2 separate regions of the Acanthopagrus latus genome follow, and region 2 is linked to region 1. Evidence: chromatin contacts called from public Hi-C data. All regions are on one chromosome and are shown on one strand. The core of a region is the stretch at or near the end of the contact, and the rest is flanking DNA. Distances in the headings are between cores, read along the strand shown. Region 1 holds the start of LOC119020666 (SH3 and cysteine-rich domain-containing protein 3-like). Region 2 holds the start of LOC119021773 (zinc finger E-box-binding homeobox 2-like).

What was found. A called contact is a pair of places that touch in the nucleus more often than the background predicts.
Region 2: a contact with region 1 is called in a Hi-C map of liver, with 4 times the contacts expected there. The contact joins the promoter of LOC119021773 here to the promoter of LOC119020666 in region 1. A contact is called at or near these places in 2 of 4 Hi-C or Micro-C datasets (liver and muscle).

Annotation. Positions count from the first base shown.
Region 1 is chr6:11,552,523-11,558,993 of fAcaLat1.1, forward strand. LOC119020666 (SH3 and cysteine-rich domain-containing protein 3-like) reads right to left here and starts at 4,056. Exons shown (of 12, transcript XM_037100162.1): 1 at 4,040-4,056; 2 at 3,676-3,754; 3 at 1,073-1,226; 4 at 857-954; 5 at 667-748; 6 at 196-293; 7 at 1-48. The coding sequence starts at 4,056.
Region 2 is chr6:11,693,642-11,700,112 of fAcaLat1.1, forward strand. LOC119021773 (zinc finger E-box-binding homeobox 2-like) reads left to right here and starts at 3,957. Exons shown (of 9, transcript XM_037102267.1): 1 at 3,957-4,253. It overlaps gli1 (zinc finger protein GLI1), which reads left to right. Exons shown (of 13, transcript XM_037102216.1): 13 at 1-2,841. The coding sequence ends at 551.

The sequences.
Region 1 (6,471 bases), core at 2,806-5,305:
CTCCTGTTTGGGCTGGGACTCGTCATCCTCCATCATCATCATCATCATCTGAGCCATTTAGGAAAAACAACCGTCATTTGTGTTCTGAATTCTGAATGAAGTAAGAGAGCTGAAAAAGTTCCACACACACTGATTATATTTCACCACGTGCACAGACAGCTGCGAGCCGTATGAAGTGTTTTCTCTCACACTCACATTCTTTTTGTCCTCTGACCCTTTTTTACGCTCCTTGTTGGCCATGATCACACCGATACGCAGCGTCTCAAACACGGGGTCGGTGCGGTTTGACTGCGCTGCCGGTCAGACCCCATCGATCGAGAGGAAATATGACAACATTTTTAATTCTGATGCAGCAGGGGATTTCAAAAACAGCCGGGAATTAATGTTATTGTCAGGACTTTGTTCTTGGTACCAAACCACCATTCTTTTTTCTTCTGGGATGGTATCCGGTGATGATCATTAAAACATGTAATTCGAACTTTTGCACACACAAGTGGAAATAAAGAGATTATGTGGCATACATGCTCCTTTCATGACAAGATTACAAGCTGAAATTCAACATTTGGCTGGGAAATAATTACACTTTTAGTCATATTTAAGAAACATGAAGATAATGAGTGGTTGATTCGGTGTCAGGGTGGAAGAATGAACATATGCTGGACTCACAAAAGGGCAGCAGCTGTGAGACTGTGGCGTTCTGCTGGCTGCTGTAGAGAGGAGAGCTGTAGGCTCTTCTGAATCCAGGAGGCTACAACAGGAGAGGAGACGAGCGTGTACACTGAATATCCGAATTAAAAAAATCCCCGCAGTGCATTTGGAGTCACAATCAGTAGCACTCTGCAACATGAAAGCTCACAATTTTGCCAAAACACTTCTGGAACTCGACGTAGGACTGACACTGGTGGTGGATGCTGGTTTTGCAGTTCTTGCATCTCAGTGCAAACTTATTGTTCACTGAAGAGAGAGGAAAAGCAACACAAGAGCAAACTTACATTCAGAAAACACATTGTGTAAAGATCACAACGTTTTTTGACGTGCAGGAAACCAAAAACGAGACACGAGCTGGACGCACAAACTATCATGCGCGCGCAGACGTCACAAAACTTCGGTTTCTTGCAGTAGTGGTCCTTGAACTTGTGAGGTTTGTCGTTGACGGGCTTGACCGGTTCGGGAGGTGACTCGTCTTTCTCCTCCACCTCTACCTCCTCGTCATAGATGAAATACACCTGGAGATGGAGAAGGAAGCAGGTCGATGGTAAGACATTTTGACATGACAGCAGAATGGACTTATAACTTCTCTGACATCTTCAGACTTGCTCCTCCTCGGTGCACCTTGGAAGTTGTGCCAGAACCAACCCTTCTATACTTTTACTGGAGTTTAACGGGTTTAATTTGACTATTTTTTCCACCTGTTCCAAATTCATAGAGAGAAAACAACATAGTTCAAACTTAGAAAATGGATCACCACTTTCTTTCTCTTCTCCTGCCTCTCCGGGCTCTCATAGATAACAGTAGAGACTTGACAGAAAAGATGTGTATCATGAAGAGGTTCATCAGCCAGCGTGCTTCCAAGAAACAAGGTCCATTTATTTATCATTCTACAACACAGAGGTGAAGTCCCTTTAAGTGAGAAAGAAGATGGATAAGGAAGTCTACGTAGATGGCCGCCCACCACTGAGTCTGTGTTCTGCTCCGAGGTTTCTGCCTGCTAAAAGGCACTTTTTTTTTTCACACCACTGTCGCGAAGTTCTTGCTGATGGTGGGGGGAAATGGTCTAGACCTGCTCCACGTGAAAAGTGTCAGGAGATGACTTCTGTTGTGAACTGGCGCTATTCAAAAAAATACCGAATAAAGGTCGGTCGGTCGGTCGGACAGTCGGTCAGTCGGTCGGTTGGTTATTGTGGATTGCAGAGGACGGATCGAGAGAAGCTGCTCTGCAGTCTGGTGGAACGGCAGCAGGTTCTTCTGCGGTCTAGCGAAGTCTGAACAAACCGAGTCAAACCTCCTCCTTCAGTTCTGTTTCTGTTTAATCCGAACAGTCACACAGCATCCTGCACCACCCCGCAGCCTGACACATTTATGTGAGAACGATTCTATTAATACTGAACCACACGGGCGATCTGAGTCATATGGAGTCTGTCTGGTGCTCACACAAACTGTATCGTATCAGCCCGAGACAGAGCCATGAATAATGACACACACACACACGCACATCGGGACTACTGTGTGTCTTTTTCACATTCTTATTTTGGTGATATTCCTAAATTAAGCTGTAATTCTGCATGAAACTGGGAGTTTTTAAGACGAACACACACACACACACACACACACACACACACACACACACACACACACACACACACACACACACGCACACACACACACACACACACAGATGCTCACATACAGACCACAGGCGGGATCAACCGAAAGGGGCTTAGATCTCAAAATAGCTGCAACAGAGACCGACAAAATTCCCAACTGGATGTAACAAAACCTGACATTACTCCTAAATATACTACAGTCTGGTTAAACAGAGTCATGAGGATGTCACACACACATTCACAGCTTTGTACACACACACGCACGCACTCTCAGAGGGACGCCTGACAGAACCAAACTGGCTCCAACTCTCCATCTCTGGCAGGATTAGAGGAGTCCTGCGGCCGCCAGGCTGTGGATTAACACCACAATAACCGATAATAGCAGGGAGAGTTCACACATTACAGCTCCATCACGCCGCAGCTCTGTTTGGCTGTCAGGATTCCTAAACAAACCGACCACAACGCCGCAGCAGACATGTCAGCTTAGAGTTAACTTATTCACATCCACCGTGGCAGTTTATCTATTTTTCACAAATCAAGTGAAGAAAAACCGGCGACGTGACATCTGTCCTTGGATTCTATATCGAGTGTTACCAGTGAGGAAATTCAGCCAGATGGATACAAATAAAGGGTCAGTTCAACTGCACAGCAATATTGCAGATGTTCCTCCACTGGTTGGTTGTCCAGGGCTCACATTTATCAACAGCCCCGTCCCCTGGATGAAATATCAGGAGTTCACAGTTGAAAAATGTGTCTCATCACGGTGGAGTGGCTGGTGGAGTCACAGGCGAGGAGGCTGCCAAGTCAGTGACAACTGTTCAAGCCCGCGTTACAATATTTCCAAGTGTGAAGTCACCTCATTTTTAAGGAGACCCCAGAACAATAATATCCTGCAGCTATTGTGAGGACTGATCATTTGAGCCAAATCACCATCTTTTCCTCTCCCTTGACAAATAGCTCTCGTGCACAAACCCAACCAGACTACAAGTGCAGCTTTGATGAGATAAAATTCAAAGTTAAAACTAAAGAAACATGCGGCATGAAGAATTGTGTCATTATATCTGTGGTTTGCAGAAACATACATCGTCAGCATTTATTCTGCTGATTTGGTTTTTTGCTGTTGACTGCTTTTAAATGGTGTCTTTACAGCAGTGCTCACCAGTGTGGTTCTCTATTCAACTTATTAGTATTTGAACATTGTACACATTTCAGAGACGGACGCTATCTGCCATCCCACTTCACCTTACTCGACAGTGATCTATCAGTTTTCTGGACAGTTGGCCCGCAGCAAAGCACACAGGGCCCTTGACGTGCGCGCCACATGGTCAGTTGTGGGTTTCGGGTGTCTCACCGTGTTGTCCTCCTCTTTCACCACATTATCAGGGAGAGGCGGGTTGTCATGAATATCCACGGAGGCCTTGTCATCCAGCCTGTCATCAGAAGATGCCAAATGTCACGTCAGGAAGCAAATGTTGGAGAGACAAATCCATCTCGCTCAGACATCACATGCTCGGTTTTTTTTCTGTTCTCTCTGGTTTCCAGCTGTGCACTTTTTGTTCTTTAAGATTCTTTGCTGCTATCAAAGGGGATGTGTAAGGCAACCAGGCCCTCAAAGTACAAGAAAAGGTACAGTTGTTTGTAATTTGTGTGCCAGTTATCTACATGATGACATGTGTTTTATCCCTTTTCTGGTCCTCTCTGCAGTCTGAACTTACGAGTCATAATTGGCCATGTTTGGTCAGCCGAGGTGTGGTTCCTCCAGATATTCAAGGCTCGGACCAGTAGATGGCACTGTGGAGGGAGAAACACACCAGCATCACTTCTGTTTCTGAAATCTCTGTCGGCTACTGATAACAAAGCATCTCCTTTCTGCTTATCCTCCGATTTATGATCAAATCAGGGCTGTCAAAACACATTTCAGATGTTTGATTATTGTTGATCCACCTTGCCTGGCATCACTTTACGGCTGCCGTTTTTCTAGATGTATTGATCACTGAGGTCTGTTTTGAGTAGGCAACTTGATCTCAGCTAAGTTTAAACAGGGCTGACTTGAAACCTGGTACAAGATACGGCCGGTGGAAGTTACGGAGGGGTTAAGAGGGTTTCCTCCTTCTGGGGGTGGGTTTACATGTTAGAATAAAAGTTCAGGACGCAAACAAGAAACACATTTAGCAATCTAACACATAGAAAGTGTCACAGTATTAGTAAGGGGTTAAGAGTGGCTAGAAAAGCTGTCAACTGACCGTTAAAGTTGGATCCCCCGTCTCCTTTAAGGTGGTTGCAGTCAGGAGGGGTCCCCGCAGATTTAAACTTCATGGGACTCTTTTCAAGCAGTCCTGTAGTTCTGTCCTTTCCAAATGAGGCTCCAACAGGTGGGAGATTGGGATGAGTGAATGCCAGCAGGCCAACCCAGCCGAGCCCTATGTCTGTATGTGAGTGTGTGTGTGTGTGTGTGTTCATGTGTGCGTTAATGTGACAGTTTGGGACAGCTGAGCACTTTAAAAGCTGAGAAGCTCTCCCAGCTGAGTGGTTAAAACACAGAGTGCTCTGCTTCTAGCTCCTCGCTCAGTGAAGCGAAGCATAACGTTGGAGTATTATCACGCTCGCTTGACAATTTGGGGAAATGTGTGGAATTTGTGAGTTCTCTTGTTTTGTGTGAGAGAATAAAGGGTTTTTGGAGGCAGTGGTGCGACTGAGATCTCACTCGTCTAAAGAACATGAAACTCCCTGATCAGCCAAAGAACACAAGACACTTCAGCTGCATCAGCCTGATTTAAAAAAAAAAAAGTTCATTTTCACTCAGAAAGTCCCTTGGATGTAAAGTCCATTAACCAATAAAATGATCACCAGTAAAAGACATAATGCATCAACTCTGAACGGTATCCCTTTAATTTACAGGTATTTATTAGTGTAAGAAAACTGCAAAGAAATAACAAATTATATCAGTTTAGTCATCGTGACAAGTTGTTGTAGAATTACCATGGATTACTGTAGTACTGGTCAGTTACAGAGTAAGAATAATGTCATAATTATCATTCTGGATATAAATGATGAATACGTAGTAACTACCTGAGAGATTTGTTTTTGCTTAATTCCCATATATCTACTGAGAAAACATGTTTATTCTGCATTAAATGTACCCTTGCATTTAACTAAATCTACTCATGTCATTTCTAAGCAATGTATTTCATAATACTTTGTAATTACCAGGCTGTAAATTAAAAACGTTACCCTGAAGACCATGGAAACAAAGGTTAGTTGACGTGAATTGAATGTACAGTGGCATGTATTGTGCACCATTTAAGTATTTCATCACCAGCTTTCAACTAAGATGGGTAGTTATGTAGAAGGGCCTCTGTAATGATCATAGATCATTTCTTTTCACTAATCTTCACCGACCTGCTTCTGTTTACAAATCATATAAATTACACTTGAGATATGATTACAATTTATTTTTAATGTCAATAATATTTGTATAGCTTTTTGTATGTGTACATTCACTGCATGTATATTATCTATATAGGCATTTATTATTTATTACCAGTTGAATGTTGGGTCCCTGCTCTCTATGAAAAGTGGCATAACATCTGTCAAAATACGGCACCATATGAATTAGGTTAATTAGGTTAGGTTGCATGCTCTCCCGTTCGTCTCCTTACATTCGGCCTTCTGTTGCCCACATAAATCTCAGACTTTTTTTGCCCCCAGTCATCCGCTGTGAACTTTTGGCATTTGAAGGCCCGCCACTCGTCCTCTGAGAACACTACAAGACAGCCTTCATTTGACAGGGCTGGAGTGGTTTCGAGTCTGGTGTGTGTTTATTAAGAAGATTCTGTATCTGAGATGAAGATGCTTTTCTTTCTCCAAGTGTGATGTACTGACTTTAAAGTGTGGTCACTTTGGGTCTGCCTGATCGTGCTTTGAAGAAAGTGATCCAGTTTCTGTTTTTAGGGTTATATGCCCCCCGTAGAAACCTTGAGTCACTTCTGCCGCTTTATGAATCCTCAACCTTCCTGATTATTTTCAGGTTTACATGAAAATATAAGAAATGTTCAAAGCGGTCTTAAACCTTTTGACTGGGCTGTACACAACGTGGATCACTGCTCTGCGTAGATCAGACTACAGAGTCGGTAAAAGTTTCAGTAAA
Region 2 (6,471 bases), core at 2,707-5,206, 140 kb after region 1:
TGGGCAGCCCACCCCACCTCAGCCCTGTCCACTCTACTACCAGCCCCAGGCGAGCAGTCCGACTTCCTCCAGTTCAGCATCCACAGCACCCGCAAAATGAAATGTTCTCTCCTTCGAATAACAACAACATGTACTACTCGGGTCAGATAAACATGGGTATGGAGAAACACACTGACCCCCAAAACGGACCTTGTCTCAACCAGCAGCACAGTATGGGGTCCAACCTGGACCCAACAGTTGGCACAAAGTCTGCACCCTATCCTCAGTCTGGTCCTATCTCAAATGCCTTAGAAAATCTTGACCTGGACAATGCTCGCATAGACTTCACCTCCATCATTGATGATGCTGAGCCTTCCTCCTTCAGTCCAGTCAACAATCCCCTTCAGGGCCAACCAGGGTCTTCCTCCCAGGCCTCATCCCGTCTCACCACCCCCCAGACTTCTGTCAGCCTCGCTGCAGGCTCTGGCCTGTCCAACATGGCTGTGGGCGACATGACGTCTATGCTTACCTCGCTGGCTGGGGAGAATAAATACCTGAACACACTGTCTTAAAGGAGGACATCTTTTCCAGGACACAATCAAGTAGAGTTCTAAGCCAGTTCTTAATGTTTTAACTAAGGTCCCAAATGGAAAGGCATGTAGCCAAGTATCCAGAGGTACCCAGCCTGGAGTCCAGTTGCTTGTGTGATTTCCCTGGTACACTGCAAGAAAGGCCAGTTAGGGTACGATAGACAAACTTTTGAATGTACTATTTCATGTAGTGGATCATTCGTGTGGGCTCATCCCAATCAGCCTAAACCCAACACATTGACCCTTGTTCAAGTCAGGATCCTGAACAGGCTGGGATCTGATGCTTTTGGATACCCAGGGTTACGGTTAGGGCAAGGCATGAATCAAGGCTAACCCTAACCATGTAACAGGAATTATGATGCATTGCAATGCATTCTGGTTTGGAAGTTGAGACTAAGCTACTAACGGGAACCCGTAACAGATTTCAAAATTAAGTCCCCACCCAAAACCTTAAAACCAAAGGTGCCTGATCAACTTTTCTCGCTGTATTGTTCCTTCACTACCTTGGTACTTGGTATTTTTCTGTGCCTTACTATAGGACACAGAGCTATATGCCTGATATGAAACTGATACTGAACTTTTTCCAAACAGGCATTCCAGTCACGTAGGGCTATGGCAACAGTGGAGCAGAGAAGGATGCATGTAAATAGGTTTTATATACATTTATATATGTTGTGTATATGACAATGAGACAGTGGATAAATTGTCCCCTGTCTTGTGATTGCTTGGATTCTGAAGGCTAATATTCAGACGAGAGTGTAAGAAGGTTGTTTTAAGAGCAGGGGTGAAGATTAAAGATGTGCTTTTAGCGATGGAGAAATAATTTCTCGGTGCTAATAAATATTAATCTGTATTGCTAGGGAATTCGTCCTTGTCATGAACAACACACTCTTAATAGTGGCATATCAGTATTCCTACACATGCAAATAATGCAGTCGCAGACACACACATTGCCTACACACAGACACTCAGGACTTGTGTTTGAATCTTTGGTGTTCAGATTACATTTTTGTTGTAAATGCCTTTCCAGACAGAGAGTTTGCACTCCACACGTTTACTGTAAGTGTTCCTAAAGCAGCTGTGTTCTTTTTTTTCAGTGGTGTTTATAACTGCAAAAAACAGAAAGGGTCGTGCTCTTTCTAAGGTACATACATGGGGTATAATGCGTAATGCTCAAATATAAAATGTGTGTAACGATCCCCTCTTAACTACAGTATTTCTCATATATATTCAAACATAATGCCTTCGCTCAACATTAATCCAACACAACATGATTTAGCTGAGGATGACGGCTATTTTTAATGAAACCAGAGTCAGCTGGTTTGTATCTGCAAACAGATCATATAGCACGGTGTTGGTGCACTTTGGCTCTAATCCCAAAGACGAGTTATTTGGAAAATTCTGCATTACTAATTCAGGACAGGGGGTCGCCAAGCAGGAAATCTATCACTCGCTGCCACTGTGTTAAATACAAATATGTGTACACTGAGGTACTTCTTTGCAACTATTGTATGAGCTGTATCATATGGAAGAAGGCTGCAGCTCTTGGTAGGAGAACTAATTTTACACTGTGGCTTTGCACTGACTACAGCACTGTGTGGAAAGGTCTCTTGTCTCTTATGACTCTTCACATGAACCTCATTATGGTAGCGATAAAAAAAACAAAAAAATCATCACAGTATTTTGTTTTTTAATAGACATTCAAGAACACACCTGAGCACAGCTAGACTCAATAAGGCCACATTAGTAAAGCATTGCTGAAGCATTTTTTGTGACTTTTCAGAATGAAATAGTAGCGTCACTTCAAAGTTTACTAAGCATTAGCGGGAATGAACATTTCTTCATTTTGGAAAAAGTGTACAACCTACCAAAGACACCTTAAAATGGCTGAGAAAAGATGCACAAATAGTCTATTTTAACACAACACTAACACTAGCAATAAGGACATGAACATTGACTGATAGTGCTGTTCTTTAGAATGTATGAGATCTTTTGTATAAAATTATCTTTTTATATTAATGAACCTTACGAACGTTGCCTTCTATGTGTGTGTGTTGTTGATTTTTTTTTTTTATAGCTGTCATCCTTCATTATGACTTTTTTGCTGGCAAAAGAATATCACCTTTAGCAACAGAAAGCTATAATAGTAGCATTAACTATAATAGATAAAAGCCAAGTGTTATATTTTGTGTACAATTTTCTACATTTTTATACAAATGTGCTATATTTTACCAGTTTATGAATAAACATGTTCAGTGGAATGGATGCAGAATGTTTGTCAAATGTCTGTTGTGTTTCATTACATCACACATATCTGTGCATTGTTTACATCAATGAGGTTTTATTTTAGACCCATTTTACATCATTGTAATTTGAAGGTGAGGAGTCAAATATCCATAAAATATGTTTCCCTGTAATGGCGTTGGTTCATTCTGATGGATAACATGTTTCTGTGCCCAATGATTTCATGCAGTGACTCCTTTCCTCCATTAGAGAGCAGCACAGCCTGATCTGGAGCTCAGATAAACAGTTTTTCCTCTGTCATTCACTTCAGCTTAAGCTCATTTTGCATAACTTGGTATGCTGCACACTCTACCTAGCACCTCTGAAAGCAGTTTATCTATATTCTGGAAAATTGTGCTCCAACACCATTATACCCCCAAATTATTTAAAATCTGGCCAACTGACCAACCAGAGGACATCCACCCTAAATCATCCTTCTTCCTGTCCTTGTCATAATTGGAAAACCCCTTGTTATGACTATGATTTAGACCTGCCTGCCACTGAAGCCTATTATAAGCTTCAGTCATCTGCTAGGCTCCTGCAGTTAAGTAAGTGAATTAGCATTAAAAATGGCTGCTCTTGGTGACATCAGTGCCTGGACAGGCTCTCTGTGGTCAGTGGGGATTGGCACAGAGGCCCGCCGAATGCTGTAAGAAAGAAAAACTACACAGCTCTCGCTCGTAAAATATTATCAACACGGCATCAAATAAGACAGTGGTGGGAAATTTTGGAGAAGAAATGAGAGCGAAAAATGTCCATGCCCATGATACTGTTTCATATCTTGTGCAACCCTGGTTCCTAATCTTTTTCTACTTCAACTATTTAAAGTGAAGTCATGTCTATTTATGACCTCACATCATAGGATATGGTGGTGTGGAAGTGAGTTATGAGCAGTGCAACCATAGAGTGTTTTTCCCCCCTCAAATTGAAGCAAAATTAGAGAAAAGACCATAAAAAAATAAACCCAATTTTATTAGGTTTCTTAACAGGCCTATTTTTTCCCCTCTCTGTCATCCTTTCAATAACCTTATGACCTCGGATTTATTTTGTAGTATCCCTCCGCCAGGTTAACGACAATTGGTGTAGAGTACACCTACTTCAACTACATGGAAACAAAGTAGAAACCGCACAAATTAGATAATACCTATCGCTAGTGATAATAATGTTAGTAATATTAGTGCAATTGTTAATTATCTATATTTTGGCAGCCAGGGGTTTAAAACATAGTCCCGGCCTAAGAAACTCTCAGTAACCATAGCAACAGTGCCCACATCTGTTACGTGCCACTTTACAAGCTAAGCTAGCTAAAATAGCTAGCGTTAACTCTAACTTTAAACAAATAGTAGGTCAACTGACTTCAAGCAGACTTTTAAAAAATTGGGACGAGTTGCCACGAGTATGGTAAGTGGCAAGACACTCAAATATTAAAAATACTCTTAGAATATAACAGCTTTTGCAACATCTTGTCCCTTATATTAGTCACATTATGAAACGCATTGTGTGCTAACGCCGCCATTTAATCTGCCATCAAGCTTCAAAAGATTACTTACAGTAATATTTGTAACGTAATATTTGTGAAATGGTATCCCCCACCATTACTTTTTACAGTGTTGGCTCGTTCTGGCTCTGGGGCCCCAGTGTGCTTGGACTATATTGGCATTGTGGTGTTGTGGCATGGCGCTGTAGACTCACGGCAGCCACTACAGCCTGGCAGTGATGCTAACGTTGACTCATTTGCTCCAAGGCGAGGGGAAGTTCTCCTGACGGACTACTGATGTGCGATCTGGCATATCCACATCTGTTATTTGAAACAATAGCTCTGCATTAAGGTCAGATGGGGTGTTTGGCAGAGAGAACATCTTATATTACAGATACGATAGCTCTGTACACCTTATTCCATTTTAAGGAAGTCACCCTTTAGGTATACCAGATTAAAGGTACATCACACATGTGTAACACATTAAAATCGTTGTGATCATGTATTATCAGAAGTATGCTTTCTAGAACCAATTATTGAGGTATAGAAATATAGAGCAGGATTGTTGTATTTGTTTATTACTAGACTGGTGACAGACTGATTTTTGGCCTGGCTGATTACTGGGCCCATTGTTCCTAATTTTTCCGATTGTCAGCGTTTTTTCGTGTATGATTGCCTATACACAGTTAGAACTTCGTAGAGCACATACCTCCGCCAAGGGCCAGCTGTATCCTTAAATTGATGTCACACTCAGTAGCCCTGTATCACTGTAAATGTCAAACCACAGATAACTGCCAAACCATAATTTAAATTCTCTCATTCATAGATACCAGCCACCTAAGTGCTCCTGATTTTTTTTCATCAAGATCCATGCATTATTCCCTGAAAAATCAACAGATGTAAAAAAAAAAATTGCAATGTTGAGGGAAAGTGAAGGAAAATTCCTGCTTCTGTTCCTTTATCCAGATATATACCAAAAGTTAATGGTCTCTATTCTGGGCTGAGACCCATCCTTCCTCCAAGTTTTATGGAAATCTGTTCTGTAGTTTTTGTGTAAGCCTCCTGACAAACCAACAAACCCACCCAATGGTCATGGGTGAAAACATAACGTCCTTGGTGGATGTAATCAATTAATTTTAAAATGTGCGACTTTGACTCTTATGCAGCATCCTTTCACAGTCTGTAGTCTCCATTCTTTGGTCGCACTCAATGTCCCGCCTACAACACTATCTGATTGGTTACATGTCACAAGAAAAAGCCATATCAGTTGACCCCTAGTTTCGATTGCATGCACCTTAACATCTTGTTTGACACAGTTGCATGAGTTTAGACATAAAGCACTTTGGACCTTCACGTCTTTCTTCAAAGTGAACATTTGCTTAACATTGTCTTGTCTCCTGCCTCAGGCCAACGTATTTGTCATGTTAAATGACCAAAGCTTCTTTAGCACAAAATTACAGAGTGAGTGTGTGTTAGTGTGCATGCGTGTGCATTTTTAAACTATTTTTCATCAGGTTTGCATTAGACTTGGATATAAACAGTCAGACAGCGCTGATGCAGAGATTGTGTTGTCGACTCTCTACAATGTGATCTCGCTTGTCTGTTGAGTTACAAATGGAAATGCCAAAATAAGAACAGAGTTTTTCAAATGCAAAGAAGTGGGCAGCATAATGACTTTTCTCTTTTCTTGTCTTGCCATTCAGAGAGAGGCTTTTCTTTTCCTTTGTCACTTAGGTTGGCATATAATTAACTCCTGCTTAATATGCTGTTTAAGGGCTCTCCTCCCCATGCAAGAAGCTTTGAACCCATAGACCACAGTCAGGGACAAAACCCCAGTGGGACTGCTTCCTCCATGCTCCTCCTTGTGTGTTACTGTGTGTGTGTGTGTGTGTGTGTGTGTGTGTGTAGAGGTAGTTGTTTTAACAAGACAGTAGAAAGCTCTAACTATAACACCGCAACATTGCTGTGCCCTTATTTTAAGCCGCACAACTATTAAACCAAAAGAAGACTGCTCACAAACATCCAACAATCTTAGTCATAACACATCAAACATCAAACGAATAAACTGATAAAATGGTGCATTATTTAACGTATCCAAAAGAAATGCATAAGCGTACAGTTGTTGCATGTTTTAAAGTAAAT